Linked DNA regions of Mus musculus: region 1 is linked to region 2. Evidence: chromatin contacts called from public promoter capture Hi-C data. All regions are on one chromosome and are shown on one strand. The core of a region is the stretch at or near the end of the contact, and the rest is flanking DNA. Distances in the headings are between cores, read along the strand shown. Region 1 holds the start of P4htm (prolyl 4-hydroxylase, transmembrane (endoplasmic reticulum)). Region 2 holds the start of Inka1 (inka box actin regulator 1).

Region 1 (4,173 bases), core at 327-2,826, 610 kb after region 2:
GGTTTTTCTCTGTGTAGTCTTGGCTGTCCTGAAACTTGCTCTGTAGATCAGGCTGGCCATGAACTCAGAGATCTACTCGCCTCTGCCTCCGAAGTGCTGGGATTAAAGGCAGGTGCCACCACTGCCCAGCTAGGGTTGCAGAAATTTAACCCAGGCAAGGTCTGTGGACATAGTGCCCTCCCCATGTTGACATTGATAGTCTTTGGAGGACTTGGGGGGGTCTCCACAACACCATGGTTAGGTGTTTGAAGCCTATCATCTACTAAGAACTCAGAAAACAGGAGCTGTGTGTGATGTGGCTAAAATGGGTCACCCTAATAGGCTCTGCCCATGAAGGGTGAAAGACAGGAGTCCTAAGAATCTTGAATACTGGAAGCAAGAAGTTGGGCCTTTGAATGGTGCCCCTCTGGGGGGGGGGGGGCCGCTGGCTTTGAGGGTTGTCAGTTCATTCCAATATGGACGGCCTGATTCTCATCAGACCACAGGATTAGCTTTGGGAATGTGATCTCCCCAGAGGCCCCCGGGTCAGCTGGCACCTGGTTATCAGTCTCTCACCCTGCCCTGATCTGGAAGGTGATAGATTCGTAGCACAGACTGCCCAAAGATAACTTCAATAAACAGTTGGAACATTTGTCTCAGGGTCGTGCTGCCCAGCCTATGATGGAAGGGTCCGCTGAGGGAAGTGTGGAAAACGAACCTCTCTGTCCGGTTACGGAAAAGGAAGCTCTATTTTAGTAAACTGGATTCAGAGAGCGCATCTACGAAGCAGCCATGTTCAAAATAGTAAACACACGGTCAAAAGAAGCCTTGGGGTGGACACTGCAGCCTCCCCGGCCCTTCCCAGAAGTGTCCTGCAGACTTACCAAAAAGCAGCGGCTTGAGGCTGAGGGTTCGGATGAAGTGATCCCTGCCCGCGACCACCTGGACTTTCCGCTCATATCCCACCTAAAGGAAAAATACACAGCAGGCAGCTGGTGTGCCAGGCCGCACTGCTCAAGAAAAAGTCCCGTGTCAGGGAGCGACAGTAGCAAAGTAAGTAGGCGCGCGCGTGACCCGCACACAGTGATGCGTGGGGCACCGTGGTGGCCCAGAGCTGAGCCACGGTTCCTTCTGGCTCGGCTTGGCAGTGCTTGAAGCTCCGCTCGGGGCGGGAGAGGAGGGGATGTTCTTACCTTGATGCCCTCCAGCCGGGTGAGGGGACCCAAGGTTGGCACTGGCTGGGGGCTCTGCTCGCGGCGCTGGGGTCCGGGGTCTGTGCTCTCGTCTCCGTTGCTGTAGTGCACGAAGAGCAGCAGGGCCAGCACGTTGCCCAAGTACAGGTGCACGAACACCATCAGCACCAAGAAGTAGGCACGGGAACAGATGCCCCGCGGCTTGCACAGTGGCCGCACCGGGGCGTCTTCACTATCGCCTGGTCTGGTCGCTGCCCCGGAAGGGCGATGCTCCGGTGGTAGCGGCCACTGAAGATTTGAGGCCTCCTCGACTGTCTCAGCCTCAGGCCGCTGCACGGTCGCCACCGCTGCCGCCATGGCGCCCAGGTCGCGCGCGCGCCCAGGGGAGGGGCCGCGGGGGTGCTCGCGTTGCGCAGTCGCTGGGACCCGGACGGCAGAGTCAGCGCGCCCGGCGGTCACTAGGAGACGGTGCTCCGGGATGCTGTGCCTACACGGAGCCGCACCCATCGGTCCATACTGAGATCCTGGGACCTCGCTCACACCCGGCTGGTCGTTTATGGAGCTGTATATACTCCAGTGCAGAAGGCCATCCACAAACATGGAGGCACATCAGCGGAGCACCGTTAGGACAGACACCATTGCAACTAGTAGTTTCTTGGTTCCCGGGAGAAGACGCCCCCCCCCCCCCCCCCCGGCCCCAGAAAGTGTAGTGGGCATTTTCTCACTCTTGGGAGAAGGGAGTCAGAGAGTGATAGAAATGGGACATACGACATAGTGGGATGCTGAGGCCAATGACTGCACACTGGATGATGAGATTATAGAGCAGTTCCCACGAGTTCGATTTATTTAACTAAAACATTTTATGTCTATGGGGTGGTTTGTTTATGGGTATGTGCACTCCATGCATGTCTGTATATGAGGACAGAAGGGGCGTTGGAGCTGGAGAGACTTACAGACGTTTTTAAGTCTCTATGTTGGTGCTGGGACTAGAACCGGTGTGTTCTCCAAGATGGATCTTAGCTAAAGAGCCTCTCTCCAGCTTCCGTTTTTGCTTTTATTAAAATTTTTTTCTTGTTGTTTTTTGTTTGTTTGTTTGTTTTGTTTTGTTTTGTTTTTTCGAGACAAGGTTTCCCTATGTAGCCCTGGCTGTCCTGGAACTCACTTTGTAGACCAGGCTGGCCTCAAACTCAGAAATCCCCCTGCCTCTTGCCTCCCGAGTGCTGGGATTAAAGGCATGCACCACTACACCCGGCTTATTATTAAATTGTTTTTAAACAATACACACAAACAAAAAACCAAACCAAACCAAAAAAAAAACCAAAAACAAAAAAACAAAAAAAACACCCCAAAACAAAAACCAACCCAGACAGGGTCTCATATAGTTCAGGCTTGCTCATCAAACTTGAAAGGAGCAGAGGATAAATTTATTCTCCTGCCTCCACCTCTCAGATGCTGAAGTTAGGGCTGGAGAGATGGCTCAGTGGTTAAGAGTACTGATTGCTCTTCCGAAGGTCCTGAGTTCAAATCCCAGCAACCACATGGTGGCTCACAACCATCAGTAATGAGATCTGATACCCTCTTCTGGAGTGTCTGAATATATATATTTTAAAATGCTGGAGTTACTAGGTATGCACCAAGATATTCAAGATATTCTTGAAGGTCCTTCGGCAGTCAGACTGGACCACTGAGGGAATCCTGCAAGTCAGACTTTGGTGAGAGGCTGCCCAGGGTGCCCAGGTTGGGCTCCACCCAGTGTCCCTCAAAATGAAGCAGGTGCTGTTTGTGACGCTTGCCTTAGCTCCTGGATGGGAAGAGGGAGGGTGGAAGGCTTTCCCCTAATCAGGACACCTCTGAAGAAAATAAAACTCAGATTATAAAGCAGCGGCCAAGGCATTTTTTTTTAAAACAGTAATTTTTCACAATGTATTATTAATTTTATATCTGATTCCCAGTAAATTCATGCTTGCTTTCTTTCTCTTCTTTCTTTCTTTTCTTCCTTTCTTTCTTCTGTAGCTGTCTTCAGACACTCCAGAAGAGGGAGTCTTGTTTCAGATGGTTGTGAGCCACCATGTGGTTGCTGGGATTTGAACTCCCGACCTTCAGAAGAGCAGTCAGGTGCTCTTACCCACTGAGCCATCTCACCAGCCCAAGGCATTTTCTTTTGAACGCTGCTCTTAGGCTGACCTATGTTCCCCCCTCTCCCAATGCAGTAAAGTGCTATATCGACAGCTCACTTCCAACATTCTACAATGGCAGGCTTCTTCAGGGTCACTAAATGCCAGAAGTTTATTAGCTAATCTAGTTATCCTTGAGTACTTTGTTAATCTTCCTAACCCAGAAGATGATAGGTACTGGAGTTTTCTGGGTCAGAAGGAAATAGGTAGCAATAAGCGATCAGCACCAATGGTCCTCCATCTTCATAAGAAGAGGGAACAGAGATCTCTGGTAGCACGGCACACCCCTACACACAAGCAAAAGCAATAAGGACATGGCTTCTTGCCCCAGAATTTATTTTTAGTGTGTGTTCATGGCAGCTGAAGACTGATACTGATAACTTCTTTCATCCTTCTCTACTATATTCACTGAACAGGCTTTCTCACTTGAACCCAGGGTCCACCAACTGAGCTGGTCTCATTAGTTAACTTGCTCTGAGGACACCAGACCCACCTCCTCACTACTGGGATTATGACTGCAGTGTCTAACTCAGCCTTTATTTACATGCCGGGGATCTGAACTCTGGACCTCAAGCTTTACCCACAGAACTATCTCCCAGCTGCCTAAACTTAATTCACAAAGGAATGTTAATGACTGCTATAATGTTTTAGTCTCCAATCTGAGCATGGTGGTACACACTTGTAGTAATCTCAGCACTTAGGAGGTGAAGGCAGATCCTGTCTCAAAAACTGTGATTTAAACAGACAAATCTCTACTGCCCACTTGGAACATTCCAATTTCTTAGTTGGGTGTAGTAGAACATGCCTGTAACCCCAGTACACGTGAG
Region 2 (4,032 bases), core at 44-2,543:
CTGCTTCCAATCCCTGCCAATGTTCCAGGCAAGCATCTGGGGTGGACTTGGGCCTCGGACGGTGGGCAGGAGGTATGTTGGTTACAGCTGCCCTACTGCGCATAGGAATGTCACTGACTGAGAAACGCTGGCTATGAGGTGGACGTTCTCGAGGTGCTTGGCGCTGGGGTACAGACGGCTCTTCCTCTCGCCATGTACTGCCTGACACCTCGGAGAAGCCAGAGTCCCAGTCTAGAGCATGCTCCCTAGGACATCCCAAGGGTAAACCCTTGTCTTCTGCTACCAAGCCTTCCTCCTCTTCCTCTTCTACACAGCAGACAGAGTCCTCTTCCAAAACATCCGAGGCCCTGAACTGGCGCTTTGGCTGTACATTTTGATCAGTTCTGGGTTTTGGTTGCAGTGGGCCAGACATTGGAGGTGAGCCTGTGTCCCGAGCACACAACTGGAGAGAAAGATAGGGCAAATGTTGGTCAGGAATCTCTTAGCCCCTGACTCCTTAGTGTCTAACCAAGCCAGCCCTGAGAACGGAGGTTTCAGAAGGACTTGAAAAACCTCTGGGCAGCAAGGCGGAACTGTAAGCATAGGGCCCACATGGGGGCACTGGCACTCGAGGCTCATGTGGCTCCCATCCGCAGAGCTGGTGGCAGTCCGGCAGGCTGCAGCACGCAGGGCCGGGCAAGTCAGCACGCGCCACCAGGGCGGGCAGGCAGAGTAGAGGAAGGAGGTACAGGCCAGCCCGTGGTAGGGGATGTCCACAGCAGCACAGCACTTCTTTAGGCCCTGGGTGCTCCCTGTCGGTCCCCAAAAGAAACTTCTCTTCCCCAACTCTCCTTCCCCGCCAACCCCTGCCGCTAGCACGGCCAGCTGGGCGCCTGTTACCTGATGCCCAGAACAATTCCCAACCGTCAGAAACCCGAAGCGGGCCATCTGGGCCATCTGTAGCGCGCTACCCTGCCCCCATCCTGACTCAGATGGGTACCCGGAGTCCACCCGGTTGCCGTTTGTTGTTCCATCCAGGCGGCAGCCACGCACCCCACACACATCTTCACAACCACACCCACTCCAAAGACTCACCAGTTCCCAGCGGAGCTGGCTCAGGAAGCTGTCAAGCCGAGCGCTGTGCATGCTGGTGCTGGTGCTGTACACTCTCCAGGTCGGCCGGCTCACCCGCCGATCACCCGCGGGAGCGGCGCAGAGTGGGCCGGGTCGGCCCGCGGGTGGTGGCGTCCTCACCCTTGCCTTACTCTAAGGCTCCTTGCTCTCGGTAGCTCCCGCCGCTGCCGCCCCAACATCTGGCAGCCGCGCCCCGCCCCTCCCCGGCGCCCTAGCCAATGGAGGCGGGGCAGGATGAAGTTGTCCTGCCCCTTTCAGCCCCGCCCTCCAGCCCCCACTCTGCTGGTGGAGCCCGGCTGTAGTAGCACGGGAGACCAGAGTGCAGCTCAGGACCCCTTTATGTCTCAAAAAGTTTAGTTAACCCGGCTGTAACGCAGTCCCGACACGACCCCCTCCCGCCCCCGCACGTTCGTCCCGTGCAATTTGTCCCCTGGTGAAATAGCGGTTTCTTGTACTGGGGCCCGATGCCACACCCACGTGTGGGCACTTTCTTCTTCTTTTTTGTTTGTTTGTTTGTTTTTTGTTTTCGAGACAGGGTTTCTCTGTGTAGCCCTGGCTGGCCTGGAACTTACTCTGTAGACCAGGCTGGCCTCGAACTCAGAAATCCGCCTGCCTCTGCCTCCCAAGTGCTGGGATTAAAGGCGTGCGCCACCACCGCCCGGCGCGCCTTATCTTCTGATTTGACAAGGTTGTGGCCCACTCGGGGTCTGTCCAGGCTGGCCTTGACCATCCCTGGAAATGATAGGACCGAAATTCCTTCCGGCCGGCGAATAGTCAGTGAAGAGCCTTAAGACAGAGAGAGTAAGGGAATGGCCAAGGCAAAATCCCCTCCACCTTCCCTCCGGCCTGATCTGAGCCGAGATAGGCTGGACCGCCCTCTAGTGGGGATCGCGGGGCTATGGTCTGCATCCTCACTACACCCTCACAATGGCATGCAGGAATGGAAGAGGAAAACTGCTCTTTGGCTCGATTGTTTAAAGCCTTTCCCCTGAGGCCACTCCATAACCAGAGGTACAGTCGAACTGAAGACAGGTTGAATCTATCCTCAGACAAAAAATAACAGGAGAACGAGGACAATGAGTTCAGTTAAGGGATAGAGAACTCTTAAAAAGATATGGCTGATATCAGATCAATCCATTTGAGTCCAGTGAGGAAGGGCATTTTAGGTGAAAGGGTCTGCCAATGTAAAGTATATTGAGGGACAGGGCTAGGCAGACCAAACGAAAGGAAAACACAGATGTGTGTGACGGATGGGTCAGGGGTCTGTGAATGGAGAGAAGTCATCAAAACCATAAGAAGACTTAGGGGAGTCTCTGGGCTTTATTTTTGGTACCATAGAGAGAGCATGGAGCTTTTTAAAAGGAATGACCCAGGCTGTTTTCTGCGAGATACAGTTGTTTTAGGAGAAGAACTCTGCAATCAAAGGAGGTTCTAGCCTTTATCCCAGGCAAGGGTGTGTGTCTGAAAGCCTGGTTCTGAACCCAGAGGGTAATCAGAAGCATCGTTCTAGACTCCAGAATCTAGAGCTAAACTCTAGCCTGACTGATGCAGGTAGGTAAAGCATGGCCTCCAAGTTTCCAGTGTGAACAGCTGGATGGATGGCACTGCCATTAAAATCACCCAGGAGGAAGAAACCTCTGCTTCCCCTTCCCATAGACAGCGCTGCCGGTCACGATGGTGACAAAGACTGAAGAGTACACCAAAGCTGGCCTCACAGCTGTATGGTCCGGTAGAAAGCATGTGGGCCAGATCCAAATAGGCCTGGATTCTCTGTAAAACTGGGATAATCTGTGAATTACAGAGCAGCATGGGAGCTAGCTCTGCACAGCTGTTGAAACTGCTGTCTAAATACTTGGAGCCTTTACCCCCTGGGTGTGGTTCCTTGGTTTTAGTTAGGTGTTTGTTTTGTTTTGTTTTTAAGGACTATGAAACCAGCGAAGGGACCCTCAGCTATGATCTGGTCTGCAGTTAGAAAAACATCACAGGAAGGAAGGGGCGCAGGCAGAAGGACAGCTCTGAAAGCAGAATCTTTTGGCTAGATGCTGTAGGATTTATACACATGTAACTAGAAAGATGCTATATGATTTACACACGTGTGACTAGATAAAATTCTTATTTTTTGCTTGTTTATCCCTGTTTTTTTCTTTTTTGTTGTTTTGTTTTTTTTGTTTTGTTTTTTGTTTTTTTTTTTCAAGACAGTGTTTCTCTGTGTAGCAGCCCTGGCTGTCCAGAGCTCACTTTGTAGACAAGGCTGGTCTCGAACTCACAGAGAGCCACCTACTTGTGCTTCCCTGAGTGCTGGCAGTAAAGGTGAGCACCACCAGCATCCAGCTAGATTTTATTTCAATCCAGTAAAAACTGGAAAGAGAGGCTGGAGAAGTGACTCAGCAGTTAAGAACACTGGCTGTCCTTGTAGAGGAGCCTGGTTTGATTCCCAGAAATACTTTCTGTAACTTTAGTTCCCGAGGGTCCTCCTCCCTCTTCCGGTCTCTGTAGACACTGTACACATGCAGTGCACATGTGTATATCAGGTAAGACACTCAGGTAGTTAGAACAAAAAAAATAAAAGAAAATCTGGCTCTTGCCCTCTTGCTCTTGTTCCCTCCCTCCCCCCCTTCCCTTCCCCCTCTCTCCATGTACTCATGGCTGGCCTCCCCCCCCCCTTCTCTCTCCCCCTCCCTCCCTCCCTCCCTCCTCCTCCTCTTCCTTCTTCTCCTCCCCCCATGCCCTGAATAAACTCTATTCTATACTATACGACATAAATAGCATAGTATATACGACCCCTCAGGGGGAAGGGATGCCTCAGCATGGGCCCACAGACACACCCCTTCCCCCACATCATATTGCTTCTCTTTCTGTAATGTGGCTTTTTGGAGAACAAAGAACTGGCAGCTTGGGGTGGGGGTGAGGGGAAAGGGG

What was found. Capture Hi-C pulls out chosen DNA fragments and counts their contacts.
Region 1: a promoter capture Hi-C map of adipose tissue shows a contact between it and region 2. The contact joins the promoter of P4htm here to the promoter of Inka1 in region 2. A contact is called at or near these places in 3 of 39 promoter capture datasets (liver, maxillary cranial neural crest and pre-B cells) and 1 of 9 other capture datasets (adipose tissue).

The regions. Positions count from the first base shown.
Region 1 is chr9:108,596,036-108,600,208 of GRCm38.p6, forward strand. It overlaps P4htm (prolyl 4-hydroxylase, transmembrane (endoplasmic reticulum)), which reads right to left and starts at 1,577. Exons shown (of 9, transcript NM_028944.4): 1 at 1,173-1,577; 2 at 864-945. The coding sequence starts at 1,529.
Region 2 is chr9:107,984,623-107,988,654 of GRCm38.p6, forward strand. It overlaps Inka1 (inka box actin regulator 1), which reads right to left and starts at 1,294. Exons shown (of 2, transcript NM_026597.3): 1 at 1,075-1,294; 2 at 1-442. The coding sequence starts at 1,125.